5 separate regions of the Mus musculus genome follow, and regions 1, 3, 4 and 5 are each linked to region 2. The links are chromatin contacts, called in public Hi-C and HiChIP or PLAC-seq maps. All regions are on one chromosome and are shown on one strand. Each heading gives the region's core, a stretch centred on a gene start, on an enhancer-like site or on the middle of the called end of the contact. The rest is flanking DNA. Distances are from core to core; before and after follow the strand shown. Region 1 overlaps Rb1cc1 (RB1-inducible coiled-coil 1). Region 2 holds the start of Pcmtd1 (protein-L-isoaspartate (D-aspartate) O-methyltransferase domain containing 1). Region 3 has its middle 48 kb from the start of Alkal1. Region 4 has its middle 95 kb from the start of Alkal1. Region 5 overlaps Alkal1 (ALK and LTK ligand 1).

What was found. A called contact is a pair of places that touch in the nucleus more often than the background predicts. HiChIP or PLAC-seq counts read pairs in DNA pulled down with a chosen protein or histone mark.
Region 1: a contact with region 2 is called in an H3K27ac HiChIP or PLAC-seq map of large pre-B cells, with 5 times the contacts expected there. The contact joins the enhancer-like site here to the promoter of Pcmtd1 in region 2. A contact is called at or near these places in 5 of 39 promoter capture datasets (cranial neural crest, embryonic stem cells, hippocampal neurons and 2 more), 1 of 484 Hi-C or Micro-C datasets (adipose-derived mesenchymal stem cells), 3 of 115 datasets of contacts at active chromatin or transcription factors (astrocytes, bone marrow-derived macrophages and large pre-B cells) and 1 of 9 other capture datasets (adipose tissue).
Region 3: a Hi-C map of B cells shows a contact between it and region 2, with 16 read pairs. The contact joins the enhancer-like site here to the promoter of Pcmtd1 in region 2. A contact is called at or near these places in 7 of 39 promoter capture datasets (the C10 cell line, cranial neural crest, embryonic stem cells and 3 more), 2 of 15 datasets of contacts at CTCF or cohesin (large pre-B cells and pro-B cells), 3 of 484 Hi-C or Micro-C datasets (B cells, bone marrow-derived macrophages and cerebellum), 6 of 115 datasets of contacts at active chromatin or transcription factors (astrocytes, bone marrow-derived macrophages, embryonic forebrain and 3 more) and 1 of 9 other capture datasets (macrophages).
Region 4: a FOXA1 HiChIP or PLAC-seq map of pancreatic cancer cells shows a contact between it and region 2. The contact joins the enhancer-like site here to the promoter of Pcmtd1 in region 2. A contact is called at or near these places in 3 of 39 promoter capture datasets (the C10 cell line, cranial neural crest and embryonic stem cells), 1 of 484 Hi-C or Micro-C datasets (Th1 cells), 4 of 115 datasets of contacts at active chromatin or transcription factors (CD8 T cells, embryonic stem cells, memory CD8 T cells and 1 more) and 1 of 9 other capture datasets (macrophages).
Region 5: an H3K4me3 HiChIP or PLAC-seq map of neural tube shows a contact between it and region 2, with 9 times the contacts expected there. The contact joins the enhancer-like site here to the promoter of Pcmtd1 in region 2. A contact is called at or near these places in 2 of 39 promoter capture datasets (cranial neural crest and hippocampal neurons), 6 of 115 datasets of contacts at active chromatin or transcription factors (astrocytes, bone marrow-derived macrophages, embryonic basal ganglia and 3 more) and 1 of 9 other capture datasets (macrophages).

The regions. Positions count from the first base shown.
Region 1 is chr1:6,269,577-6,275,806 of GRCm38.p6, forward strand. Rb1cc1 (RB1-inducible coiled-coil 1) reads left to right here. Exons shown (of 24, transcript NM_009826.4): 22 at 1,115-1,251; 23 at 3,125-3,195; 24 at 4,622-6,230. The coding sequence ends at 4,699. Among named protein-coding and RNA genes, the nearest start is that of 4732440D04Rik, 56 kb to the left of the region's middle. Within about 2 kb of position 2,860, at least 7 of the 459 cell types and tissues checked have an H3K27ac peak or open chromatin away from gene starts, as enhancers often do.
Region 2 is chr1:7,086,326-7,092,255 of GRCm38.p6, forward strand. It overlaps Pcmtd1 (protein-L-isoaspartate (D-aspartate) O-methyltransferase domain containing 1), which reads left to right and starts at 2,595. Exons shown (of 6, transcript NM_183028.3): 1 at 2,595-2,891.
Region 3 is chr1:6,404,073-6,409,742 of GRCm38.p6, forward strand. No RefSeq gene overlaps it. Among named protein-coding and RNA genes, the nearest start is that of Alkal1, 48 kb to the left of the region's middle. Within about 2 kb of position 2,854, at least 58 of the 459 cell types and tissues checked have an H3K27ac peak or open chromatin away from gene starts, as enhancers often do. A contact at or near this core is called in B cells, bone marrow-derived macrophages, pre-B cells and 1 more, where this site is marked.
Region 4 is chr1:6,450,998-6,457,044 of GRCm38.p6, forward strand. No RefSeq gene overlaps it. Among named protein-coding and RNA genes, the nearest start is that of Alkal1, 95 kb to the left of the region's middle. Within about 2 kb of position 3,449, at least 71 of the 459 cell types and tissues checked have an H3K27ac peak or open chromatin away from gene starts, as enhancers often do. A contact at or near this core is called in CD8 T cells, Th1 cells, macrophages and 2 more, where this site is marked.
Region 5 is chr1:6,380,178-6,385,991 of GRCm38.p6, forward strand. All of the region lies in intron 1 of Alkal1 (ALK and LTK ligand 1), which reads left to right. It also overlaps the pseudogene Gm7417 and the pseudogene Gm2147. Among named protein-coding and RNA genes, the nearest start is that of Alkal1, 24 kb to the left of the region's middle. Within about 2 kb of position 2,759, at least 92 of the 459 cell types and tissues checked have an H3K27ac peak or open chromatin away from gene starts, as enhancers often do. A contact at or near this core is called in forebrain, hippocampal neurons and neural tube, where this site is marked.

The sequences.
Region 1 (6,230 bases), core at 1,610-4,109, 820 kb before region 2:
ATAGGATAGGATAGAATAGGTAGGATGGCTGTCTGCTTAGCCAGCTGTGTATTAAAATCATTAGTCTTCTAGAGACCAGTGAATTAATCTTACTGCTTCCAAAGATCCTTTACTTCCTTTTAATATATTAGGCTTTGGCGTTCAGTCAGTGTACAGTGCTTACCCCATAATTGTAGCAGCATTTAAAACTCTTCCCAGACTGCTCGTGGCATCCACATGTAGTCCCAGTACTGAGAAAGTGAAGGCAAGAGGCAAAGTCAAAGGCTATTCCATATAGCAAATGTCTAAAAGAGGAAAGGGAAAAAGGCTTCATAGTGGAAAAAGGCTTTCTAGTTGACTTTGTCAGCCGGAGAACGGAGCACATAAACTGACTCTGAGGTTGGTCTTCAGAACGTGTAAAGATTTTGAGCACAGTTTGAGAGGTGGACACTAGTTAAGTGTACATGTAGGTAGGTGTAAATGTTTCCTCCTCTGCTGTTGAAGGTCTGTATTGAGCCTTTGTAAGGCCAGATTCAGCACATGGTGTAGCCGCCAGCAGCCACGGGTTCCTGGTTCCTGAGAGGAAAGATGGGGCTTTGGATGGGAAAGGCTGTGAGAGAAATAACAAGCCAAGACGAAGATTTCTGATCAAGGCCAATGTTTACTTACGAGTTTGAGCTTATGAAAGGGGCGGGGAGGGGGCCCATCCCCCACCATGGCAGGATCGCTGCTTTGTCAGTATAGTGTCAGAACAGGCTCAGCCTCTCTGCAGGTAGTGGTGTCTTGGAGAAAAGCTGCAGATGTGGCAGGACAGGAGACTTTACCTAGGTCAGAAGACTCCACCAACTGTGGCAAGCCAGGTCTGAGCAGCCTGCTCAAGGCTGGGGGAAGGGCACAACAATGATTTGATTCAGTTGCTTTTTCTTTTGAAATGAAGAGTATCACATTTAAGAATTGAAATTCCAGAAATGTTTCTTGGTGTAAAATGAAAGATTGGGGGAAAAAATGAACTGGCATTTTTTCTACTGCACGCAAGCAGTGGGTATAGAACCCCCAAACAGTGAGCCAACTGGATAGTCTCAAGTTTGTAGCATGTAATTAACGAATGCTAAGACAATAACCTACTTCTCCTTAGTTTTCAGGTGGGAGATTTGGTTCTCATCATCCTAGATGAGCGGCACGACAATTATGTATTGTTTACTGTTAGTCCTACTTTATATTTTCTGCACTCAGAGTCTCTTCCTGCCCTGGATCTCAAACCAGGTGAGGGAGGTAAGTGCGCATACACTTGTAAGTACTAATCTTGAGTGGAAGACACGTATTCCCTCCTGTTGTCATTAGGAAAGGCTGCCTTTTCAAAAAATGAAATCTGGGGCTGGTGAGATGGCTCAGCAGTTCTGGAGGTCATGAGTTCAAATCCTAGCAACCACATGGTGGCTTACAACCATCCGTAATGACAAACAAATAAAAAATGGAGCAAGCCGAGCCAACGCAAGAGGCAGAAGGGAAAGGGGTGGGAAATGAAAAATTAAAAAGAATAATAATAAAATTTAAAAAATGAAGTCTACATTATCTACCTATTTTTATGAACTTAATTGATAATTATAAATTTGGCTGTAATATTCTACAATAGATCAACTGCTCACACTGCATATATATTCAAACATGATATAACCTAGTAATTGCAAAATTACTATCAAAATTTTGATGTTCATTTTGTTGGTAATTAATATATGCTTATTTACTGAAAGATCTTACCAGTGTTTTTCAGATGAGTAGTTTAAGTAGTGCCTTTCCTGTACTAGTTATGATTTGTTTTCCTATCTTGTTCATTTGTTCATTGATTCATCATCATCATTATTGTTTTATGGAGTTTTATTTTGTAGAAACTGAGCTTTGTTCATCATGCTGAGTAACAATGCCCATTATTTATTAGCTCATTAAAGAGTTCAAAGAGAAGAGAATAGCTATTCTGGAATTTTTAGACTAAGTAAAACTGCTTAGAAAATTAGTTTACCCCAAGCCAAGTGTGGTGGAACAGGCCTTTAATTCCAGTACTCTGTCTCCTCAGATGCAGTCAGACGTAGGCCCTGAAAAGAAGAGGGAAATCAGTTTCCTCACATGATCTGATGGTCAAACCCCATTCATGGGCTAGGGCACTGTCACTTGACCACCCCGTCATGGCTTTTGATGGATGGCCTATTTAGAATGTCTGTGTGACAGCAGTTATATAGCCATGAAAAGTGAAAAGATAAATTTGTTTTCAGAAATAGGTAGCATTTTTCTTATTGTATATTTTTGGATTTTTGACACAGTCTCATATATCCCATACCAGTTGCAAACTGTCGTGCATCCGTGGTTGATCTAGAACTCCTGGTTCATCTCCCTGTACCTATCCACTGCTATGTTTCCAGTTATAGAGCACTATGCCCCAATTCATCTGCCCTCTAGCCTTGTTCCTGTTTCACTTGTTTCCTGTATTTATTTAAGGGGTGTTTGTTTTTCACAGTTTGGGGATCAAAGCTAGTGTCTTGTGTCTCTAAATTTTATCCCAGCTCTTTACATTTTTAGATGAAAATGATGCAAACCCACGTATTTACTCAGACTTGCCTGTTAACATTTTACCTTATTTCTATTATTTCTTATGTTTTTCTAAACATGTACACTACTAAAGTAATGAATTTTAAAACCAAGTGCTTGTCTTCTCATTGGTGTTCTCAGTTCCTGCCCAGGAAGCCCACTTCTAGACTTCATTTGATTCTTACTATTAACTGCTCACTGAGTCCAAGTTGTGTGTGTGTTGCTGCTGCTGTGCTAGGCACTGGTTACAGCTTCCTTCACACACTGACCGACTGCCAGCCACTCAGAAGTCTGGAGGTTGTCATTCGTTCCTTCAGTAGGTGGCAGTGTTGAGTCAGTTATTGGTTCATCACTTAGATTACTAGTGTTCCGTGAATGAGTATTTTAAAAAGCACACATATTTATATATTGGAACACACCATGGATATTTTTTCTTCAATAAATAATTTGGATTTTACTGGTTTTTAAAGTGATTAAACATTCTTTTGAGAACACCATTATTGTTTTGATTCTAAAGTTCTTTTTTTCATGAATGAACTTTGAAAATATATTACCAATTTATTAGCTTCAGGTGCATCTAGAAGACCCTGGGTCCTTGGGAAAGTAATGGAAAAGGAATACTGTCAAGCCAAAAAGGTAAGAGTTAACCCTGTAATAGTACACTTAGGGGTTTTAGTATATGGAAATAGTTACTAGTGTTTTCTGATTTCTGTTCACCTAGAGCTTGAATTTTATTAAATTGAGTTTAACCCAGAAACTTAGTAAATATTGCTATTATCTTTAGATAGAAGTAGGTTTCCAACAGTTCATCCGCCTATAAAGGAGAACAGGCAGTGTAACTCATGTTGAAGGCACTAGAAGCAACAATGAGCTTGATTTGTATGGTTGGCCTGTACTCATTTTTATACGCTACAGCATTGATTAAATTAAAAATGCTCTCAAGTCTTTATTTGGAGGCTAAAACGAAACTGACAAGCCAGGATTGGTGGTATACCTCTGACCAGAGCACTTGAAGCCAAGGCAGGGATGGAAGGATCTATTGAGTTCCTAGTCATCCTGGGCTATGAATATATGCACATGTTATCCAAGCCTTTGTAAGGCAGGGGAAGGAGGGATGCTACACATTTGAAGCCAGTCTTGTCTACATAGTGAATGCCAGGGCATCCAGGGTATATAGCTAGACTATAGTAGACAGGGAAGGGGGGATAACTACACCATCCTCCCCACCCCCAACACTCATTAATATTAGTTTATTCTCATTTGGTCGGGAGCCTATCTTTTATAGTTTGGTACAGAGTAGAGACTCCACCTCCTCTTCAATACTCTAGCAGTAAGCAGTGTGCTAGAAGGGTACTTGTAATTTGTTTCATTCATTCAGTGACTCCTTTTCTCTTTCCTTCTTTTTTTTTTTTTTTTTTTTTCCATTTTTTATTAGGTATTTAGCTCCTTTACATTTCCAATGCTATACCAAAAGTCCCCCTTACCCACCCACCCCCACTCCCCTACCCACCCACTCCCCCCCTTTGGCCCTGGCGTTCCCCTGTACCGGGGCACACAAAGTCTGCGTGTCCAATGGGCCTCTCTTTCCAGTGATGGCCGACTAGGCCATCTTTTGATACATATGCAGCTAGAGTCAAGAGCTCAGGGGTACTGGTTAGTTCATAATGTTGTTCCACCTATAGGGTTGAAGATCCCTTTAGCTCCTTGGGTACTTTCTCTAGCTCCTCCATTGGGAGCCCTGTGATCCATCCATTAGCTGACTGTGAGCATCCACTTCTGTGTTTGCTAGGCCCCGGCATAGTCTCACAAGAGACAGCTACATCTGGGTCCTTTCGATAAAATCTTGCTAGTATATGCAATGGTGTCAGCGTTTGGATGCTGATTATGGGGTGGATCCCTGGATATGGCAGTCTCTACATGGTCCATCCTTTCATCTCAGCTCCAAACTTTGTTTCTGTAACTCCTTCCATGGGTGTTTTGTTCCCACTTCTAAGGAGGGGCATAGTGTCCACACTTCAGTCTTCATTTTTCTTGAGTTTCATGTGTTCTCTTTCCTTCTTAGGCACAAAACAGATTTAAAGTTCCTTTGGGGACAAAGTTTTACAGAGTGAAAGCTGTGTCATGGAATAAGAAAGTATAGCCACAGAAGAAATCTCTACATCTCATACCATTTTTGATTTGTCCTCCAGTGCTGATAAACTACTCTAAAAACAGCTGGCCATTGTTGGGTTTTTTTTTGTTGTTTGTTTGTTTGTTTGTTTTTACAAAAGTCAACATAACAATATACTTCATTGGTGGACTGCACTTACCTTTTAAGTGGCTACATCTTAGGAACAATAAATTTATTAAAATTCTTGGCTGAATCAAAATGGTTTTGTTTTGTTTCCACCCAAATAACTAGAAATTCGGACCAAAATAGATGTTTTCCAAGGGCAGAGCCTGCACTGTGGCTTGTGACTAGCCTCATTAGTTGCCTGTTAATAAACATTAGCTGAATAGTTACCAGTGTTGTTACCAGCATTTGTCCTCTTGTGAATTCAAGAGTCCTCGCACTCTTTAACATGTTCTTTATAAAATGTATAAACCCTTCCAAACTATTTAAAGAGGAGTGTTATTGCATGCAGATAATCATAATTTTGAGTTTGCCTCAGAAGACTACTAAAGCAAATTTGTTCATTTTTTTTTAAAAAAATGCCCTTTAATGTTTCAAAAAAAAATAACAGTGTAATTTGACTGACTTTAAGATCAGCCATAAATAATGAGCAGTCTTCAAAAGCACTTTTCACACAGATCATCTGGGCTCCAGGGAGGAAGAGTCTGTGCCACTGATGTTTTCAAGTGCAGGACTCACTCAAACCTCTCAGCATCTTAGGACTGTTTCAAGTAATCATATTGATGAACTCGTAATTCATGGTTGACCTTCAGAAGAAGATATTCATTGTATATTAACATTTAGAGGTCATTTAAATAACAAAAGTCTGTATTGTAAAGGACCTGTACAATTTTAAGACAATAAAGAATTGAAAGTGTAAATGTGTGTGCCTTTTAAAGGTTACATTTTAAATATATTGCGTGATTTCTGGGAAAGGTGAAAAAAATGTTCTGTATCAAAGAGAAACCTGTTTATTAAAAAATGTTGTTTGTATCCTATGTAACAGGGTGAAGTGGTGTTCTGTGGAACAGAACCATGTAAACTCAAGGTTTAAAAGCTGGCACTGAACAAAGATATTGAAGTAGCTAGGCTAGTTGATTGGAAAGAGTTTCTTCAGGGTTGTTGTTAGCAGTAATAAATGATTCTTTTTCAGAAATATTTAATTTCTCCATAAAAATAAGTTGGATATTTTTATAAATATGTAATCTAATAGAATGAAAATGGAATAAACATAGTGTATAGAATACCTAATTCAAAAACATATTAATGAATAAACGAACAAATGATTTCATGTTTCTATTCAGTCCTTCAATGACATCTTTATATATAGACTACAAGTGTAACATGACTTTATGTATTTTTAAAACAGTTGTATTTGTGATTGAGTCTGTTAGTGCAGTCTATTTCACTTAATTGGTGCTCTTCAGATTTAATATATGGTTTTATGCTGTGGAATTACTGTGTGTTCTGACACACTAACTCTCTTTCGTTAACACTGAGTCTTGTGGTCGTTGATTGT
Region 2 (5,930 bases), core at 1,345-3,844:
GAGATTTTTTATGTTAATGTGCTTGAGTGGCTTCCTGAATTTTTGTGGGCACATCAATGCCCTCTGTTCCTGTGGAAGACAGAAGATGGTTTCATATCCCCTAGGATGGAAATAATAGATGGTTGTGAGCAGCCTTATGAGTGCTGGGAATTGAACCAAGGTCATTTGGGAGAGATAGTAGTGCTCTCCTTCCTTCCTCCCTTCCTGTTTTCAGACAGGTTCTCTTTCTATAATCTTAGCTGTCCTGGAACTTGATATAGCCCAGGCTCTCCTTGGACTCATAGAGACCCACTTGACTGTTTGCACTCTGGTCCTGTTACTTTCATCTCTCTAGTGCTGGGATGAAAGACCACTAGGCTGAACATTTGTGATATTCTGCCTGCGTGGTTTTATGAACAGAGTGCCAGGCCTGTACTATACTGTGTTATTTTCTGCTTAGTAATAAAGTAGAAGTCACTTGGTATGAAGAATAAAAGTGTTGCTAGTGTTCCCAGGACCAGGCTTACTCCAACAGTGGATGGAGAATGCCAAGAACAAATTGCCTGCAGGCTATATAAAGTCTAAAATCTTTACATAAATCTGGATGATGAAACAACTTAAAAATTGACCAATATAACAAAGACAAGTATCATCGGTGTAGCACAGCATTAAAATTTGGAAGCAGTTTGGTACTCAGTATCCAGCCTTCCCAGATTATGAAGTTGTGGGAGGATATATAAGAAATGACAGGTGCAAAGGCAAGACGTGGGGCATAATTAGAAACATGGGTAGGTGGCAGGTACCAGGTGTATACACAGAAGTTATTACATGATTCTTTCCAGTTTAGCTGCTGTAGAAGAGAAACCCCTGGTCCTGTTTTATAAACACAGTACTTAGCATCCCTCTTATTAAACATCATCATTTTTGCACACCTCTAATCTCAGCCCTTGAAGGTGAAGAGAAGAAAAATAAAGCTGTGTTTAGCTCTTATTCAATAGAAAAAAAGGCCTACATAAAAAAAGTCCCAGCCGGGCGGTGGTGGTGCACGCCTTTAATCCTAGCACTTGGGAGGCAGAGGCAAGCAGATTTCTGAATTCGAGGCCAGCCTGGTCTACAAAGTGAGTTCCAAGACAGCCAGGGCTATACAGAGAAACCCTGTCTTAAAAAATCAAACCAAAACAAAACAAACAAAAAAAATTCCCATAGGGACTGAAATGAAAGAAAAAGAAAACCAAAATGTTTTCTAGTGTCTCACTGTTATTTTAAAACAGGTGAAGTGGAACTCATCTGTGATTTCTCAGAAGGCTGAGGCTCGGAGGATTTCACATTTGAGGACAGCCTGGAGATTCTGTTAAAACTCCCAAACCTTCCTAATTTATCATGTGATTTATTATGTTTATGGTAAGATGTATATATATATATATATATTTTTTTTTTTTTTTTGAGACAGTCTCATATAACCCAGGCTGACCTCAAATGAAGTATCTGCAGATAACTTTGGACTACTGATCTCTGCTGTCACCTGCGGAGCTTTTGGGATTACCACCCTGAGCCGTTACATCCACTCGATAAAATATTTTCACCTGCTAAAATTTCTGCCTAGAGTATCAGAAACCGAACCCCCAAAGACTGTTATGTGATCCCATCCTGTCCAGGGGTGCTTTGGTTCTAGGAGAGACACAAAGATAGGACTAAGGAATCCGGCCCACAGCCTCAGTCTAAGGGCTAAAAGGCCACCAAATCTAACTTCGTACTTGAGACATAAAGGTGAGCTGAAAGTCAGACCATCGCATAAGTTAACTTTGTTCCAGTTTTCAAGTGATTGGAAGCTCTCATTTTACTACTCTGTTCTTAAACACTTTACACAAGGTTACTGTAGGTGACAGCAACCTAGGCCTCAAGACCTTTTGTTTTCCTGATAGGGACTTGATATATGTATGTAGTACAGGCAGACTTTGAGCATCCCAAGTGCTGGGGTTACAAGCCAGTGCCACCACATCTGGAACGTGCATTTGGTTACAAATTACAGCATTGGGAAAGCAGTGTCTTTTTATGTGCTGGAAACAAACAAACAAACAAAAAATACAGTCCCAAAGTAGGAATCGACATGTTTACTGCGGAGGACTACAGATGTAGATGCTCCCCCTTGCTTCTGACCCTCGCCACTTCTCAACAAGCACTCCTTCCCGACACCGACACAGGCAGGGGCTTCGGCGTGGACCAAGAAGGCGTCAGCTGCGCCTGCACAGGGGGCGACGCATGCACCGCCGCCAGTCATTGGGTGCGCGCCGGGTCTGCAGGCATCCTCCCCATCACCCGATACAGAGACCCGCGGAGAGGCTGGAGATGAAGTGGCCTCGTAGATCCAGTCGGCAAAACGCCGACCGGAGGCGGAGCTGGGGACGGACTGAGTCACCAGACCCTGCGCTCCCGAGCTACGCAGCACACAAACAAAACAGCGACAGAATAGGAGGAGCCCCAGCTCTCGCGGCATCCGCGGGAGCTGCCAGCCGCTTGGGCAAGCCTCGCGTTGTTTGGTTAAGGGGCAGGGCGTTCAGCGAGAGGGCGGAGTCCAACCCAGCTGAGGGTGGGGGTGTTCCCAGGCCCCGTTGATTGGCATCTTTCTTCGGAGGGCGCCCCGCGCACGCGCAGCTCCCAGGAGGCGGTGGCGACTAGGGCAGTCCAGCTGCCCGGGTCCCGGGTTGCGGGTCGGGCTCCGCCCTCCCGCGTCGGCGCTGGCGGACGCTGTGCCGGGCCAGTCGGCTGTCTCTGCGGCGCTCCGCCCGCCGCCGGTCCGCCGCTGCTTTGGCCTGGAGGGCTCCCGCCTACGCAGGCTCGTGACGCGGGGGCTGGGACGGGGCTTCAGGGACTGAGCGGGCGCTGCCGCTGTGTGAGCGTCTTCTGCGCCTTCGGTAAGTGCGGTCCGCGTCCGCTGCTTTGGCATTTTAGACACCAGCCGGGAGAACGGATGGAGAGAGACAGGGCGAGCTGTTTTGCAGAGCCAAGGTGTTTTACAGCTTATTGCTTTTATGCGTGTTCTTTTAAAATCGTGAAACCACAGCTGTGCGTTTACAAATCTGAAGAATTTGGGTACAGAAGGAGGAGGAGGAATGCTCTTAGAAATGGAGCTAAAGTACTGCGTGCTCTGTAAGAAAAAAAAAAAAAGCTGCCAAACAATGAAGACACAAGACTCCTGCCCTCTTTCTGTCCTGGACCTCAACCCCAATATTTACGCTCCCACTACTCAGAGTAACCCGATCCCAAGTGTATGTATGCATCCAGCCTTTCAGGATTTTGTCGGTGCAAGTGAGGAGTGTGTTTATAGACGAAAATTAAAGTCCTATATAGAATATAGATTTTTGGGCCAGTAGTATACGGAACTCTCCACTCTTTTTTTTAAAAACATACTTTATTGTTAAATGTTACTGTTTAGCATGGGCTTCACACTTTCAGTAGCGAGTCAGTTAAAAGCTTATTGTATGTTTTGTGATTTGCGACGCAGTTCTATAGCTCAAGCTGAGATAGAGCCCCCTGTGCTGTGGAAGCTGACCTTGAACTCTTAGCTTCTGCCTCCACCTCCCGAGTGCTAGGATCAAACAGGAGCTGTTGTGCCTGGCCTACGTGCCAGTATTTTGCAACTTAATATATTGACTTTCACAGTATCTAAGGCCACATGCGATACTTTCATATGAAACAGGTTGCTAGTCTTTGCTTAGACCTCAGAGTTTACATGAGAGGGAATGACTGCCTAAAGATTACACAAAGTTTACTTTTTCTTTATGTCATAAAGTTTAAATACCATATGGTTAGATAGCAGCATTTAATTCTTTAAACTCTAGGAGGCTACTTTTGATGAAACTCGTAGAAAGTCACCATTTAGAAATTTTGTACTCAAATAAGAAAAAAAAAAAACCCACCACGGATTAAATATTTTGCAAGGTGAACCCTAGGGAGAAGTCTGAAAGTGGAAGAAAAGTGGTTCTGCACGCATTATTGTGCTAATCTTGCTAGCTTCCAAGGGAAACAGTCTACTAAAGTAATCATAGGCAACCGTCTTATTCCAAACAGGCCTGTCCTTAAAATCATAGACACAATTGTGCACATTTATTTAGGAATCGAACTTAAAAGACTTGAAGAGATCTATGGTATTTTCGTTGTTTTTGTCAACAATATGCTGGTACTTTTTTGTTTTTAAATAAAAGCCTAAGTAGTGTCTTCCTGCTTCTGTGGTCAGTCAGCTCAGGCCTGGAGTGCCTGACTAAGCGCCTGCTCTGCTTTTCTGGGTGGGCTGAGTACCTGAACTGCATTTATGGCCCTGCCTTGTCCTCCTGAATGGAAACTGCCTTATCAAAAATATCGAAAATAAGTGTAGGAAACTATCCTGGTGTCGTTTTCGATGAGGTTTCTGGTGGTTTCATATTAAAATAGCTGAAACACTGTAAATTGAAAAGAATACAAAGTAGACAAAATTAAACTTTGCTTATTGCATGGGAATTAAAAATGTGTTACTGGGGTTTGTGCCTTATAGTATATAATACTTTCATTTTCTGGCAGGTGTGACTAACTGTAGTTTAAGGAACTATGACCAGTAGTGAGTTCAAATAAAGTGTGATCAAATTATGCATTTGAGGAGAAACCCATGTATAGTTAAAGATTTGAGCAGTTCTTGTTTGCTCAGGATAACAAGGTAGGTGTTAAGTATCTGCCATTCATTATCTCTTACTCTGTATTGGATGTCTCATATTGGTGCACACGAAAATATTTCAGCCCAGAAAAATATTTTCAACAGACTAACTTTCAGTTATAGAAGTGGGAAGAGTTGGGAATGTGCTAAGTGTGTTCAGAAATTAAAAGCAATGGCTGGAGTTGGAGCTCCTGGCATGTCTGAGGCTCTCCGTGATTCCTGCTAAAAACAGTCCTTTGCCTGATGGGAAAGCTTGCTTTTTAGTTTATCATGAAAAGTCTTTTGGGGACTTGTTAATGTGAGTAGCTAGAGACAAATCAAGTGTTTGGGGGTCTTGTGTTTCTTCCTTTTTCTTTTTATAAATAAAAGGCACAAGGAATTATATCTGCAGCTTAAATCATCATCATCATCACCACCACCACCACCATTATTAATTTCTCCCTTTTTTGGGCTTTGTTTGGCTTTGTTTATCTTTGGTCAGTGTAAAAAACACAACGTTTATTACATACCAAAATGTGAGAGTACTAACATTCCATTTGGAATTTTAAGAACAGCCATTTTAGATTTCATCAGAGTTGTTCTTCCAAAGTTGGGATTGCAGGAAGAAGCCAAAGTAGTGAAGAGGGGGCTGAAAATTGAGAATTGACTGTCAGTAAGCAAAGGGAGAAAGAAAGTAGTTTTTAAAAGATTGCTTAGAATCAGATGTATGGATGCAGAAGGAGATGGAGTTACAATTCTTAGTTTTGAGATATTGGAATAATATCTAATTATTAATTAAGTATCCTTTATTCTGTCCTGGTGGGAATAGAATTAGAATAATTAATAACTTTGTACAACAATCCCACTTCTGTTCAGTGTGTAGTTCATTTCACTGCAGTTGAAGAGCTGTCACACGTGAAGCGCTGTGAAGGACTGTGACTACCTGCTCTGAGCCATCACCCAGCAATAGTCCTTCTGTGACTGTAGTCTCTGCCTGCTCTGAGCCATCACCCAGCAATGGTCCTTCTGCCTTGGGTATCCTTGGTTTTGGTTCTCAGCTTCCTTTTCTAGCTGTGCCTGTGATTTCATCTGCTTGTCCCCTGTCTCCTGTGTCCTGATTTTGCATCACTAGCTCATTTTCTTTAACCTTGAGATTCCCTGCCTGTGTTATTCTCTCTGATAAGTTCTTATTGGGTACCACTCTGTTACTTTGAATTTGTTACATTGTGAACTGAATAACTCTTTCTTATTTCTTTATTTTAATAAAGAATATTTTCTTAGTCATGTA
Region 3 (5,670 bases), core at 1,604-4,103, 680 kb before region 2:
CAGATTCCATGTCTGACCTGGCCCCTCACCCTGTCAGTCACGTAGGTGATGTCTGATCACTGTCCAGTCTTCAGCAGACTCCTCTGAGGTCAGCTGACCTGTAATTCACTTCTCCTCTCTCAGTTTTCTCTTCATAAATTTGGTCCTCAGACCTAACCGCTCCAAAGCTATATGTTTGCACTTCCTGATGTATCTGTGGCGTAGAACCCACACACATACACTCTCGCTCCCTCATAGTTATGTCTGCTTAGTGAGCAGGTCCTGAATAAAGCTTTGCTATTTCCTGGAAAGAATCTGTGTCTGCAGAGGCTAATTGAGTGATTAAAACTTCAGAGATGCAAAATGTTGCAGGTCCAGAGCCTAATTACAATATATCTTGGGTGATCTTTATCCTACTAAACAGCAATTCTTTGCCCCCACTCTGTCAGATCCAACATTCTGTAGCTAACAGATAAATGGATGAAAAAATCCTCTAGGAATGTATAAAGCTAACAAACACCCTAGGTTTTGTTTTTTTTCCCAATACGAATGCTAACAGTGTTGTATCCTAACTACACTCTATCTTAACAAGGAGTTCTCTATCTTACTAAACCCACACACTTGATGTACCCATCAGTACTTGAAAGGTGTCTTGATGTATAGCTTTGTAGTCTTCTATTACAAAAAGTTTATGAAATTTCAACGTTGTAGGAACTTGGTATTTGAATAAATCTAAATCTATGTTCCTGAGGCACGGTCACTCATATTTGATTCCAGAATAAACCATTCTCTTCCTTTGAAAGGAGAGCTATGTCTCTTACCAATATTACTATACTTTAATGTGGGAAGCCGCCCTCACATTTGCCATTATAAGATGGCGCTGACAGCTGTGTTCTAAGTGGTAAACATAATCTGCACACGTGCAGGGGCAGTTTTCCCGCCATGTGTTCTGCCTTTCTCGTGATGACAACTGGGCCGATGGGCTGCAGCCAATCAGGGAGTAATACGTCCTAGGCGGAGGATAATTCTCCTTAAAAGGGACGGGGTTTCGCCATTCTCTCGCTTGCTCTCTGGCTCCTGAAGATGTAAGCAATAAAGCTTTGCCGCAGAAGATTCCGGTTTGTTGCGTTCTTCCTGGCCGGTCGCGAGAACGCGTGTAAGACTTTAACACGTACTATTGTTAACAATGGTTTACTGCAGCAAGAAATACTTTTTTTCAGAAGGTATAAAGAATATGAATTAGGTGTTCTTTCAAATTTAAAGACATTTGAGCACTAGAAGAAGTAGAAGACTAACAAAAATATGTTAAATTTACAGAAAAAACATTTCAAACAGTGGTAAAGACTAGACAAGCACTGAGAGCTTCTAGTCACCCAAAGATGTAAAGTTTAGGAGTAGTGAATGTTCATGGTTCAGAGATAATGAGGAGGAATACAACTAGAGCCCAGTAAACTCTAGATAATTATTATTGTGATCACTTGCCATTCGCTTCCGTTAGTTTCTAAAATGTATTTTTGGACAACTAGTTAATAGAAAACCCTTATTCCAAATTTCAGTTCCTCATTCTTCTGGACATGATTTTAACATTTAGCTATAACACTTATATCTATGTCTATTTCTGGAATGTTGACCAGAGAGGGTGACCAGACAGCACCTAGGTGATTTCTTCTTCTTGTTGGTTTGTCTCAATTAGATTTGAAACAAAACAAAAATAAAGTAAATAAACAAAAGACAACATCAAAGGTTTTCTGTTTTACTTATTGTTTGAGGGTTTTGGCTCTTCATCACTTAACTGTGGCTTGTGTAAGTGGCACCAAGATGTCAAACACAAGCACAAAGAACAAAGCAGACAAAAGCAAGTGTAGACAGGTCTTTAAACATCCACGTAATTCATAGCCTCAGATTGCGTTTGGAATTTGAGTTCTTTATGCACGATGGAAATGAAACAAATAGAAAATTACATGGAACAAATGATAGTTTGAATAAACACTAGATACAGCTCAGTGTGAAAGTCGATGGGTCAGAATCATTTTCTGAACCCGTGCTCCTTCCTTCTGTTGGCACATGGACCTGTTTTTCAGCAGTCCGACAAAGGAAGCCATTTGCAGAGGGAAACATTTTTGTACAGGGGATGGTCTCCAGGAAGGCAGATTTCACTTCTGTTCGGTTGTGCAGCACATTGCTGCTCCAGCTCCTGGTCCTGCTAGTCTGCATGTTGTCACTGGCCCCAGAGGGAAGGAAGACAGATGTGAGGAAACATGAAACCGCAATTACACTCTAAGAATACATTGTATGTTTTGTGTACTTTTAATGTCTTCTTTAGTTATTCATTTTTACAAAATCATTTCCCCACTGTGTATAAACTATTGCGGTAAATAAAGATCAAACAACAAACAAAACTGGGAAGTCAACTGATCACTGCGGGAATTATTTTTAATGTAGGGTCATCTTTCTTCCACACGGTGGCGCCTCGCTGTCAGACTTAAAAACACTGAAACATTGTGGCCACCAACAACTCCAGATGGGCTTCTCTGTGCTAGTAGTTTCATTTTGAAACAGAAAGTCAGTACTTAACAATCGCTATTCTGAGTACCTTTTTGCTCTCAGAAAGAAGAGCTAAGCAGATTCTGACAGGACTTAGGGAAGTCATAGCGCCATGTGCAATGGTTCAGAAACTTTAGTGTGTCAGAATCCCCTGGAAGCCCAAAGAAATAGAGACAGTAGATCACTTCCTAGTTTACAACTTGCAGCATCTGAGACCATACTCTGGGAGACTATTCTGTGACAAATTTTGAGGCCTCGGAATTATGTTCCAGTTCAAACTCAAGTTCAACTTCTGAGATGACTAAATGACCTGGAGTAGGGACATTGGTGATTAACTGAGGCTGGCACCTTCAGGTGGTTGGTATGAGGACAGCTGGAACAGACACAGGTGTCCCGGTACAATATGGGGCTTGGAAGTCTTGTTTTGTTTTATTGAAGACGTCACTTTTATTTGAAGTCAATAGCTGAATCACAAAGTACAAGAACATTCATTCAGGTAAGAAATTTCTTTTAAAACTGTAAATAAGTATTTTAAGCCAGGAGCATCACACGAAGCAGTTAGTATTCTCTGGTACTGACTCTACCCCTCCTTCTCTCTCTTTTGTTTTACCACAAAACTTTATTTTATTCCACTTTTAACATAATGAGTCTTTTTAAAGTTTCAAAACAAAAAGGCATAACTAAGTACCCTTTGTAAACATTAGAAATGAACTAAAATCTAGGTTATTCACTAAAAGTCAGGAGTCAGGCTGGGATCTTAGGTCTTAGGAGAACAAAATAAACCGAACAGCATCTAACAAACAGGGACATCTCTCTGTTTTTACAGCCCCTCTTTCCTGTGCAGCCCACCCTTATGTCTTACACCAAGCAAGGAGAGCAACTCATAAAAATCCCTAGAGCCCCCAATTAGAAGGATTCATTGTCCAACAAGGATGGTCTACATGCTATTCTTTGCCTTTTGAAGGAATTAGAAACACTCTCAGACCATTTAAAAATATTCTTATATTCTGACAAGTGGGGCTGATAGATCCATTCTAGTAGCTCCCCATCTGGCAGACCTCATACCTCAGAGGCTAAGACGGATCCTTCTCCGTAGTACTTAGTATGGTGATTTGAATGCAAACATTCCTCATAGATGCAGATGTTTGAATATTTAGTCTCCAATTGGTGAAGCTGTTTGTCATGCTTAAGAAGTGTCTTAGTCAGGGTTTCTATTCCTGTATAAACATCATGACCAAGAGGCAATTTGGGCAGCACTTGGGAGGCAGAGGCAGGCAGATTTCTGAGTTCGAGGCCAGCCTGGTCTACAGAGTGAGTTCCAGGGCAGCCAGGGCTACACAGAGAAACCCTGTCTCGAAAAACAAAAACAAAATCAGAAAAAGAAGCAAGTTGGGCAGGAAAGGGATTCAGCTTACACTTCCATACTGCTGTTCATCACCAAGGAAGTCAGGACTGGAACTCAAACAGGTCAAGAAGCAGGAGCTGATGCAGAGGCCATGGAGGGATGTTCATTACTGGCTTGCTTCCCCTGGCTTGCTCAGCCTGCTCTCTTATAGAACCAAGACTACCAGCCCTGGGATGGTCCCAGCCACAAGGGGCCTTTCCCCCTTGATCACTAATTGAGAAAATGCCTTACAGTTGGATCTCATGGCGGCATTTTCTCAACTGAAGATCCTTTCTCTGTGATGACTCCAGCTGTGTCAAGTTGACACAAAACTAGCCAGTACAAGAAGTATGGCTTTGGTGAAGGCAGTATGTCACAGAAGGTGGGCTTTGTTTAGACTCATGGCACTTCAGTTCCCTCTCTGTTTGCTGCTCTTAGTGTAAGATGTGAGCTCTCCATTTGCTGCTGCAGTCTGCATGCCTGCCTACTTCCACATTCCAATGATGTGGTGGTGAAAGGAATCATAGATGCCTTGGCACAAGTTTCCCCTAACATCTGTGCTGTGGAACTGGATTTGGGTTCCCCTGAAGCCAGCAGCAATTTGAATGGTTTGTGAGCAAAGCCCATATTGCTGGGTTTTTTTATTTTAGTTTCTTGGGTTTTTTTTTTATTATTATGGTAAAACACAATTAAAATTTACCAGTATGAAAGTTTAAAATGTGCAACCAGTTGCGTTAAGTATTTTCACAATATTTTGCAATTACCAACAAAACCTAAAATTTTTTTCATCCCAACGGAAGTCTCCCTTTGGCTGTCATTTCTATTACCCTGGCTACTTGGTTTTAAGTACTTCCTAAAAAACTTAACTTGACTAATGCTAACTTAACTTGCATGGTATATACTCAGAAAGGAAAGCTTAGAACCATGTCAGAAATTCTCTTAGCATGTGTCCTATGCCCAAGGTTTGTTTTCTGATAGCATATATCAAGTTAAAGCACATTTTCATATACATCTATTCATTCCCCTTTATATTATTGACACATTTTACAGACTTGTACACATCCGTTAACATGGATTCATAACTACTGTTTTATAGTTATCATGTGTCTTAGTTTGGGTTTTATTGATGTGAAGAGACACATGACCACAGCAACTCTTATAAAAGAAAATATTTAACTGGGCTGGCTAATGCAGTTCAGAGGTTTAGTCTATTATCCTCATGGTGGAAAGCATAGTGACATGCAGGCAGATGTGATGCTGGAAGGGGAGCTGGGAATTCTACATCTTGATCCACAGGTAGCAGGAAGAGAACTGTGAACCACTAGGCTTGGTTAGAGCTTGCGAGACCTCAAATCCTACTTCCTAGTGATGCGCTCCCTCCAACAAGTCCATGCCTAATTCAACAAGACCAAACTGAATAGTGCCACTCCCTATGGACATATGGGGGCCATTTTTATTTGAAGCACCACAACATGCATAGATAAAAAATACATTTATTTGTCTAGTCAATCCAGGGCATGTGGTACTCCAGAGAGAGTTTCTGTAAATATTTTTTTCTTGTAAGTCATGCTTTCTTGTTCTATGCATGCCTTGACTTTATTGGTGCTGGTTGTCCACACTGCACTGAATATTATCTCATGCATTTTAAAAGACAGAATGGAACAGAAAGAAAAATATATCCTACAGTGTGGCAGTTTGAATGAGAATGACTCCCATAGGCTATGGCATCTGACACATGGCTTCCAGTTGGTGGTCCTATTTGG
Region 4 (6,047 bases), core at 2,199-4,698, 630 kb before region 2:
TATGGAGCATTCAGTAAGCAGAATCTTGAGTTCTGAGTCAATCTCAGAAGGTGTATTGTATTCTGACCCCATCAGCTCACACTTCTCATTTAAATGATCATTTATTCCACAAGTACATGTTGAGCCCAAACACAAGAAGCACTTTTTGCACATTTTTCCTTCAATGTGACATTGGCTTGGCCTATAGAGTGTGACAATAGAGCATGTTAACAATTTCAGGAGCACATGAAATAGACTACAATTCATTAGCTAAATGGGCTAGTGACAGTTGTACCAAATTTATCCAAATGGTAAAATATTTTGTATTCTACCACATCAGATATCTCATTTAGCTATCCCATGTTAACTTCCACACTTTCTTTAACATTTGACTACTTAAAGGCATCTCTATAAATTAGTCCTTTTAAAATTCTATTGAAGCAAGAACAAAAGATGTTAAAGGCTCCATTAAAATGTTAAATTTTAATTAATTAATAAATAATTTAATTAATGTATTTGAGTATTTTGTCTGCATGTATGCTTATGCACCATGTGCATTCTGGTGCTTGTAGAGGCCAGAAGAAATTCTTAAATGCCGCTGAACTGTAGTTACCTATGACTGTGAACCGCTGTGAGGTTGCTCAGAATTAAACCCTGGTCCTCTGAAAGAGTAGCCAGTGCTATCTCTGCAGCCCTGGTAAAGGCTCCTTTTAACCATTATGTTTTACATTTGTTTCCCTGCATACACTGGAATTTTCCTTTCCACCCTTGTGGCTGGAAGGGCAACTGTGTGCATGGAAACCAATGCAAAGCTGCTCATGCAAAGCTGCCCAGCATTGCTGGAATACTGTTCTGCTGATTTGACTGTTCGTTTGGATTTTTCTTTTTCCTTGTTTTGGCTTCCTAATGCACTTGGGTCCCAAATAAATTTCACAGGTGTTGATTTCTCTTGAAGGATCACTCCTTGATTACAACTCAGTTATGTACATAACAATTCTAATCTAATAGCTGCTTCTAAACATACTCTAGATAACATTCAGAGTTTGAAGCCACATTTCAAAAATGTTCAATAGGTTGTGAACCGATTCGGATTCTCACAAGAAGCTATAAAATTTGAGCTTTAAAGTTTTGTATTCTGTCACTTTTCTGCTTGTTGCTTAAAACACCCATAAGATAGTTTCATGAAAAATCCTAATCTGGTTGTTCTGCAATAGGGTCCTTGTTCCCTTTGTTCCCGGGACATCAGAGTGCTGGCATTCAGTTTCAGGTATGAATGCTGCCCACAGCTAGTACCAAACTGTTTGTAAAGGTGACCATCAACACCTGTCCCAAAGGTTTAAAATACCTTGCTATTATTCTTTTCTAGGCTTCATGAATAGGAGAAATTGGAAATTATGTCTGAATATAGAGGAAAATATATTGTTGTATTTTTGGCCCATAAATCTTGCTTTTTGATGAGAATATGCCTGCACAGGACTGAAATCATGAATGGCTCTGTTCATTCTGCCAGTTTCTAGGAAACTACTTCTTTAAAACGTTGCTTGACATTGAGAGCTTAAACAGTTTGGATCTCACAAACTGGGGCCAGGATTTTCATACCTTCCAAGTTGTTTGTTACCATTGTTGAATTAAATAACAATTTCTAAGAACTACTTGAAAAGTGAATTTGACACAATTTTGATAGTTGTTCTGGAAAAGCAGTCTTAAGTCCTTAAAAAAAGTAAAAACAATCAGTTAATACCACTAGAGGCAGAGATAAATATTTACCACTTAGTTCCAGCATTGACACTGAGAAATAAGAGTGGACTTTGAAACAATAAGGCGAATACTTACCTTGAACTTTTTCCACAAAGAAACTGCTTATCCAGTCTGATCAATTTGGACTGCAGCTAAGAACCTTTACTGACATAGTCAAATTTCTTGGCAGTCTGAAGCTTTTGTATGACAGGAATTTCTTTATCCTTTTTTCTCTGTCTTTCAGATATTCACTTAACTCTACAAAACAGTGGCCCTTTCTAAGGACAAGAAAGGAAAGGATTTCTGGATTTACCTAGTGTGTCATATTGAAAAGTGGCTTGAGAAATACTGAACCCAAGGACATTATAGTGCTAGGGATTGTTTTTGTTTGTTTGACTTTCGGTTTTGTTATTCATGAATGTTAATTTCTAAAAAACAAAAACTTACCTAATTTATTTGAAATCCAAATATTTAAAGTCATATGTATATGTATAATACTGGCTTTGTTTTGTTTGTTTTTGTTAGTGTTATTTTATTTTTTAAGAGCAGCTTAATAACAAGGTTAAAAAGGGTCAGTAACTATACCAAAGAAGGCTTTGCCAATAAACCTCCAGTGCTTCTCTGGAGGATTCTGGCATCCCCTGGTGAGGGAACTGCTCTGAAATTGGTTCACCTTCCTAGCATCACAGTTCTTTTCTTTCATTTCTCTTCTAGGATTTCTGTTTGCTTTTGATTTCATTCAACCACAGCTTTCTTTGATGAGTTAGCTGAAAATTGGGGTAAAGTATCATGTGTTAATTAAAACAGTCTTGGTGCCTCTATAAAGTGACAGATTATAATCTTCTCAGGGTGATAAGAAAGTCATAGAAAACATTTAATTTTTCACAAAGTATATTACCTAGTTTGTGACTCAGCCTTACATAGAGATGTAAATCTAAACCACCTGCTCATAATAAATGAATCTATGAATGTTAGCATGAAAGTTTTGAATATGAATAAACAGGAGAAAAGGAGAAGTCATTATAGGGTCTAAAGTTGGAGTCATGTGGTTTCAAAGTTTGTGGAAAGATTTCTTCCCCCTTTTTATGTTCTCTTTGTGTCAAGGTTTTTACATGAGAGTTCTTCAGCCTTGTTGGACATTTCTCTTCAGCTGCATTGGAGCTGACTTCACAAGTAAGATTTTTAAAAAATTTAAGAAACTATATATTTGGTTTTCAATTAAAATTTAGATTAAATATTTAATTGCTGTGGTTTTACTGCTAAGACTTTTCCTCTTTCTGACTCATTTTCTTTAGATACTGCTTGATGAAGATAGTTTTGCAGCCTGGGTGAAAACTAGTCTTTCTTTTACTTGTCAGTTTGACTGTGGTTGGTGTGGATGATCCCCCCGCCCCCCAACCCTGCTGTGTTTGACTGGCTTGTGGTTTCTTTGAAAGGGAACATGCTGTATATTTCATTGTCTAAAGCTTCAATGTTCTTTAAGATCAACAAACAGAGCTAGGCAAGAGCAGCTGGATATCTATTCAAGCCTGTTTTTATTGCTGTAGTGCTCACTCCATGTTTGGATGAGAATAGGAGAGTACATGTATAGCTCTTTTGTTAATCTTACAAGGTTCTGGAAAAATAGATATTTTTTCCAAATCTCAATGAGTCATTGTCCCCTGATGACTCTGTGTTACTCACCAGCGCAGCTGCCATTAGGTTACTAAAAGTCCCGGGTCATACCCAAAGATGTATGTATCTCCCAGGCACTGGTCTCTTTCCCCACTTCCTCTGGAACCTTTTGATTGTCTCTTTTCTACTCTTATCATCATCATCATCTTGCTGCCACGTTTTCAGCTGTTCATCTGACACTAAGAACCTCCTGGGACAAGTATCTTGTTGCCTAGACGTGCAAATGTGCTTGCTTCTCCAAGTCATCCTGACAATTGATATAGAGAGCATTCTTGCAGACCAGTGAAGCAAACAGGGATCTGTAGAAGATGATTTCTCCTTTTTGGCACCATAATAAAACTCCTATGCTGTGAATTCTACTTATTAATTTACTGGTTTACATGACAGTATACCTCACCATACATGAAGAATCTATCACAAAACACATTCTATCTTCTATTCATTGTTCAAATGAAAAGGTGCTAATTAACTGCATTAAAAAAACAATCTATAAATCCTGTTGATAAAGATTATGTGATGATTCCCAATATTGACTATAAGAAAACCTTAAATATACTCATTCCGCATTTGCTATGGGAATGTTATATTAATGGATAGCTGGATTCAGGTCTTTCAATGTGTTCATGTTTATTTGGATTATAAGAGAAAGCAGAAATTCAGCCTTTTCAAAAATCTTTTGATAAAGTAATATATAGCATGTGCCCTTTCAAAATAACCACGGTCCAATCAAAAAATTCATCTCTCCCCTTTTCTTAAAATAAGCTTAAAAATAGTCTTAGTTACCGATATAGGTGGGTCCTTAAGGCATAATATGGTGTTAACTATGTGTAACGGCTTGAAGAGAGGTGTGATGATCATCAGTCAAATAAATCACGGTTGCCCTATTAATGACATCAATAACTCTAAGAGCTAATTTGAGTTAAAATAACGGTAAGAAAGCTATGACCCCTTACAATGAAGGAAATGAGATACACCAGGGCTTAGAATGAAAACTGAAGAGAAAAGATAAAGAGAAAAGAAAAGAAAGGCATGGGGTTTGTGATTTCAAAATGCCACACAAAATGTATTTCTAGCCCTGCACTGCAGGCATGAAGGCAATTTCCTGTAGCCCCCGGGTCACTGTTGTAGGTAGCAGGGTTTACTGCTGGGTGGTATCGATGGTGATTTCTCTTCTCTTGTAGCATGCAAAGACTCAATCCTATTTCCCAATTGCCTTTCTAACAGAGTCAAAATATCTGGCCATATTTTAAGGGAGAATAAGGGTATTTTAATGGACACAGCGGAAATTTTTAGTGGCAGGAATTAAAAAACAAACATTTGTTGTCAGTAAAATGTTTTTACTTACTCATGGTCTGTCTAAAAAGCAAATACTTACAGCAGACACCTATGTTTGAGCTGTTGCCTTCTCTGGGCAGCTGACAAAACATTGAGAGCAGAACCAGAAGTTTCTGAAGACTGACCACAAAAGTTTTTCCTCATTTTATCCATTAAGTTCCTTAAGTAGTGTATGCAAAACATCTATGCATGTATTCTTGTGTATGAACAAATGAATACATAAGTCCTCACTATGTACTTAAAAAGTAAGTGGGGACTGGAGAGATGACTCAATGATTAAGTATTGGCTCTCCTAAATATCTCCATCAAACCCCTCCCCTCACAGCTCAGGGAAAACAGTGGGAAAGGAGGCAGAAAGAGTGCAAGAATCAGGGGAGATGGAGAATGCCAAGAAAACAAGGTTCTCTAAATCAACATGATAATAGCTCATATGAACTTACAGAGACTAAGGGAGCTTGCAAAGATCCTGGAAGGGTCTCTACCAGGTCCTCTGTATACATTATGACTCCCAGTTTAGTGTTTTTATGGGATTTTTGAATATATACTTATACACACACACACACACACACACAAGTCTCCCAGGAATAAGATACATTCAAGGACCCTCTTCTAGTACTATCTTCTAGTACTAGTCATTACTTCTCTGGTTATGTTCTACCTCCTAAAGTTGTCACTTCTTCCCCAAATAACACCAACACTGGGATCATGTATTCAATACATATAAGCCTGTGGTGGTGGTGGTGGGGGAATGTTTCATATTCAAAACCAAAACAGGCTTAGAGTCAATAGCAACCAAGTTCACAGGAAGATAGTGAAATAAATATGAGAGTTCACATGTAAAAAACAATGAAAGTTTATAAATCAAACAATGGAGACTAAAGTGTAAATTATCTCAAAACAATGAAGATATCGAATAATCGTTTAGTTAACTAAAGGAGATGAGAGGGAAAGGAGATGGAGTAATTATATTGTGCAAACTTTTTATTTCATATTTGGGGTTAGTAGGAATAATCTTTTAGATTATTATTTTGAAATAATAAAGTATAAAATAGATAAAACTGAAACATAGCATTCTTTTATTTTTATTAGGTATTTTCCTCATTTACATTTCCAATGCTATCCCAAAAGTCCCCCATACCCTCCCACCCACTCCCCTACCCACCCACTCCCACTTTTTGGCCCTGGCGTTCCCCTGTACTGGGGCATATAAAGTTTGCAAGTCCAATGGGCCTCTCTTTCCAGTGATGGCCGACTAGGCCATCTTTTGATACATATGCAGCTAGAGTCAAGAGCTCCAGGGTACTGGCTAATTCATAATGTTG
Region 5 (5,814 bases), core at 1,509-4,008, 710 kb before region 2:
GGCTTCCTCTGAAACTGCCAAAACCTCCTTTTCCAAGATAAGCATCTTCAAAGTCAAGAGCGTGAACAAAACTTTTCATTAAAAATGCATACACGGGAGGAGTCAGTGTTGCTGAGATTACCAAAATGCTTTGGAGTTTTTAACTGAATCTAAGAAAGTCCAAAGTAGATTTGAGACTGTAAAGACAGAAGCTGCAGCAAGGGGGATCCAGTGCCAATGCATCAACAAAAAAGACAACCAGAGTTAGTGGAAGGGAATCTTCCTGTCTTTGTGTTTCCCACGGAGCTAATATTTTATGCAGATGATCAGTCAACACATAAACAAGTGTTGACTCTGTACAATCCCTATGAGTTTGCTTTAAAGTTCAAAGTTTTGTGTACGACTCCAAATAAGTATGTTGTCGTTGATGCTGCTGGTGCAGTGAAGCCACAGAGCTGTGTGGATATTGTGATTCGTCATAGAGATGTTTGATTCTGTCACTATGGTGTGATAGACAAATTCCGCCTCCAGGTTTCTGAACAAAGCCAGAGGAAGGCCTTGGGAAGGAAAGAGGTTATTGCCACCCTTCTCCCGTCTGCTAAAGAACAACAGAAGGAAGAGGAGAAGAGAATAAAGGAACACTTAACCGAGAGTGTGTTTTTTGAGTAGTCATGTCAACCAGAAAACAGAGCCGTCTCTTCAGGACCTAGTTTGCTAACTGTCTTCCTGGGTGTGGGATGTATTGCGGCCCTGATGCTGCTTACTCTAGGGGATATGGAATCGCTGGTGCCTCTCTACCTCCACTTAAGTGTGAATCAAAAACTAGTGGCTGCTTATATCTTAGGTCTTATCACAATGGCTATACTTAGAACATGAACAAGGATTGAAACTGACTTCTGAAGCAAATTTATCTTAAAATATGAATGTGGACTGCCTTTTATCTCTTTCACTCCATTAACACACTACAAATTATTGAATGATTTCAAATAACTGCAAAGGTATAATATATATTTTCAATTAGTCTATAATTTTATTTGAAGGACTGTAGCACTTAATGTTACAGACAACAAAGATACTTCTGAGTGACACCTAGGAAATTATTTGAGAACATTCTTTTTAAATCTATACCTGTTGTGCAAATAACTTCAACGTTATTGTTCATCTTTTTTATTTTGAACTCACTTTGATAAGGGTCATGGGTCCTTCAAAGTTTTAGATCTAAATGAACAATTGACCAGCTTGAAAATATAAAATGGCATTTATTGCCGAGACGCAAGCACCAACATTACTATGTAAGTCACAGATTTCCTCATCATTACAAGGAGCTGCTGTGGTGTTTCTGAGGGGAAACAGTCAGTGTGTGAGGGGTTGAAAACATAAGGTACTTACTGAGCGATCATGCTTACCCCGGACTCTTCAAAGAAGACAAGATGTATTGAAATGAGCTTGTGAGCTACACAACAGACTGTGGTTCAGACAACAGGCACCTCACACAAGTAGATTGGTTTTTCTGTTTCTAAAGAAAGGTAGGCATTTTTTAAATTAATTGGTCCATCCTGGCTTTACTTCTGGTTAATCTTTGATGTATTAAGGAGAAAATCACTTTTTGGGTTTCTCCCAGGTCCCTTGCCTGCCTGAGTGTAAGTGACTTGCCCTGGTTAGGAATGTCAGATGACAATTCGTTTCTGAGGACATGAATTTTTTTCATTCAAACTCTTAAGCCAAGTAGAGAAAGCCCTAGATGCCCGTGTCTATTTTGTATTGGCCACTGGGATGTTTTTTAAGTTTTTATTTATTCAAATAAATTTACCAAAAAAAAAGCCCCCTCAGCACAACGACTTCCATTTCTTGATAGTGTTCTGTGGCGTCTCACATCTGTGTGTTTAACTGTTGTCACAGCAGCTGGTCTTTCTCCTCTTAGGATTTGTATCTGAAAGCACAATGCATCGAGTCTCTTGAAAATCGAATTCTCTTTTAGCTCTTTTTATGGAATAAACTTTATGCACTGCTAATGTAGCATTCTCAAGGAATATATGTACACACAAATGTATGCCTGAAGTTGATTTTTTTTTTTTTTGGCAGAAAACAATACTCTGCTTGTAGAAGCGTTTTGTCTAGCATTTCATAAATCATTGTTTACCCATTTGTGGAGCAGCAATCATTCGGTGGATCATGTCTGTACATTGTGTAATGATTGAAAGGCACACTGAACTCATAAAGAAAACATGTTTGTGAAAAAAAAATGCAAACACGAAGTATTCTGCCTGCAGCTGTCCCACACCCTCGGCAGCTCTCCACTCTCCATTAGGAGATTCAGCAGTCATTAGTTATTTATCCCAAAACCCTTTCTCAGTTTTCAGGTTTGAAAAAAGGATCACGTCAAGTATGGAAAAAAAAAAAACAAAACAAAAAAACAAAAAAACTTTTCCTTTAGGTCGCCTCAAATTCAGTGAATTCCATTTCTTCAGACGCTTCAGTCAGGACTCCATGTCAGTCTCAACTCCTTCATTCTTGTCCTCAAGTGTTTCTGTCAGGCTGTTTGCACTCCCATCTTCAAGAGCTGCCAGATCTTGAAGAGGTGGCAGAGGGTTCCTCCAATACTGGAATGTATTATACTGCCAAAACTCTTCAGGCTGGCAGTGCACCCTGTGGGCTACCTGCGGGCTATCGCGCTTTCTATGCTGTCGCCGCCGCCCGGGCCCGGGGTTCCTCCTACTCGCCAGGAGGTGGCTCTCCGGGCTCGCGGCTACAGCCCTGCAGCTACTGTCTGTCGTCCCCACCGCCGCGTCGCTTGCTCCGCCATGGTCCCCGCGTCCCCCTGGCGCTTGAGGGGCCGAGCCATCCTAGACGGCGAGACCCAGAGCAGCGGCTCCTCGGGGATGTCGCTGAGCAGGAACGGCTTCCAAGGCACGCGGAACGTGAGCGCCTCAGCCGCACGCCGCTTGGCCATGGGCCAGGGACGAGGGTCGCGCGGGCGGCGGCCGAGGGCGGAAGGCGAAGGGCGAAGGGCAGCGCGGAGCTCGGCCCTCCAGAGAGCGGACGGGACGTTGCGGGGGGGGGGGGGGGGGGGAGCCGCCGCCCACATGCTTCTTTATGTCAGCCTAGAAGTCATAGAAACAACATATCTCAGTAGTAAGGTCCATCCAAAATTCAGTACTATTTACAATTAAAGGAACAAGGCTTTCCTCTTAACAAAACTGACTCCAGGGTTAGGACAGACATAGGGCAGGTAGTTACACTGGATGAACCTAGAGGCTACAGGAGAGCCAGAAAATAGAACGTAGTATACAAAAATGGCAAAACACTTACAATGTCAAAAATGTCAAAAAACAAAATTGCCCAAACTGGATCCCTTTTATTTCATCAAGAGAATAAAGAAAGCAGTGTTAGAATGTAAGCCAATGTAAAAATAAACATCTATGGGTCCACACTGGTATGACTAGATGACCGCCTGGGGGAGACATGTACCATGCAGCATTCTAAATTGTTCATATATGCACGTTCAGGAGAAGAATAGAATACAGTTACAGCCTTCTAGAGAAGGGCAAGCAGAAACTCTACCATGGAAGCACACAAGATAAATGCTACCTACACCAGATAAAAAATGTTAATATCAGCAAACATAATTATGCTGATGTGTACTTGATCAGGTTAAAATGATACCTATGAGATATTTCTTAAACCCTTAATTCCAGTCTACCCATAAGAAAAGCACAAATCAAAAGGACATTCTACTAAAATTTTCACCAGGATTACATAAAACTGTTGAAGTTACCTAATATCAGCATGGAATATATCAGACTGTGCTATCAGCAATCAGAGATCTCAGGGGGATGGGCTATGACTATCACAAGTTGAAGGCTAGCCTAGCATGTATAGTGACTTCCAGATCAGCTGAGTGTCCTGTCTCAAAATAGTAACAACAAAAAGAAAGATGGAAAAAACATCAGAATTAGAAGACACAAGGAGACATGATGATTGTAATGTGAGGCCATAGGGTGGAAAGAGGACACTGAGTAAGAAGCAAGCCCACCTGAAAATTCAGAGAATATGGACCTCTCTGGGTGACTAGGTATCCGTATGAGTTCACTAAGTACAATAAATTGATGCATAGTTATCAAAGGAGGTGTGTGGGGTAGAGTTTTTGGGAATACCAAACAGTATAAACTCTCTGGAATCTGCTCAATAATAAAAAAAAAGTTATTTTAAATATATAGCCGTCTTGGACTGGAGAAATGACTCAGTGGTTAATAAAACTGGCTTCTTTCCCACGAGACCTGGACTAGATTCCCAGCACCAGCATTGCTGATCTCAACTATCTATAACTCTAGTCCCAGGGGATCTGGCATTCTCTTCTGGCCTCCTTGGGCATCAGACATGCATGCAGTGCATAGACATGCATGTAGGCAAAACACCCTTACACATAAAAATGACTAATAAAAATATAGCACTCTTACGGCTGAGAGAAGGATAAGGTGTTCTGTATGAGGTGGAGAGAGAAATGGAGCAAATATAATCGACATGCATGTGTATGAATTGTATATGAATTTGCCAAAGAAAGACAAAAATGAAATTAAACACTCTCTTAAAACTTATAGAAATCTTAAATTTCTGATTCTCATGGTATTAGGAACTCTGCCTCTGTAAGGATAGTTGTGAGGATAAAGGGATTTCTCAAATAATTATTTTTATTTTCGAAAGCTTTTAGAAAACTAGTACAACCATTGTGGCCAAAACACACTGAAATAGTATAAGTGATGTAGAACAAGTTCTATATTATGTAAATGTTTGGAACTGTCAATGGTAAAACAGTAACAGTGAACATGGAACACATCCTATTTAGAAGATCTTTCATTGGGGGAACTTTGCAGGTAGCTAGATCTTCACAGCACATAGTAGCCGACTTGTCCAATGCTGGTCTCTTTCTCAAAGCCTTGTAATAGACTCTTGCATCATAAAATTCAGTTTGTTTAGTGAGCTCAGATTTCCATATGAATTGAACTGTATATTCTCCCCAAATATGTTCTGGCCCTTTGCCTCAGGTAACATGACTCTACTAGGAAGTAGTGTAACTCTGTGTGTAGCTAGTTAAAGTGAGGTCAGAGTATGAAAGAGAGGAGCCTTGGTTCAGCTTCACAGGAATCCTTACAAGTTGATGGTCACAGGAAGCTCCAGAGATAGCGGAGAGTGCCATATGCAGACAAAAGTAAGACTCAAGTGCCACCCCAGAATGCCAGGAGCTCTAGGAACCACAGAAGCTGAAAACAGACTGGAAAGAGCATTCTCTTGAGCCCTTCACAGAGAGTTGCCCAACTGACACCCTGATCTCAGACTTATTAAGCTTTCAGAATTATTAGACAGTAAGTTTCTGGTAATGTTTGGCATCCAATTTCTGAAATTTTGTTGTGGTAGCTCTGGGAAACTAAAACAGTACAGAATCTCCTTAGTATCTATAGAGGCTTGGTTCCAAAATACTCTGTGGTTGCCATGAGCCGCAGAAGCTCAGGTCTTTCATGTAACCTGATGTAATATTTTAATATAACTTACACATGTCCCTTGAATGCTTGAACTTATTCTAGATTACTTATAACATTGAATATCAATGAAATACTATATAAATAGTATTACTAAACATTGTTTAGGGAATAATGACCAGTGAAAGGTCTGCGCACAGTTCCTCCAGACACATTTTTCCTCAAATATTCAGTATACAGTGGCTAAGTCTCAAGATGCAAGAACCACAGATGTACAACTCTGACTGGACTCTTGTCATTTGTTAATGGATATGCACCTATTTTCTCTATATTTAGGGTCTGAGAAAGTGGCCACAACTAC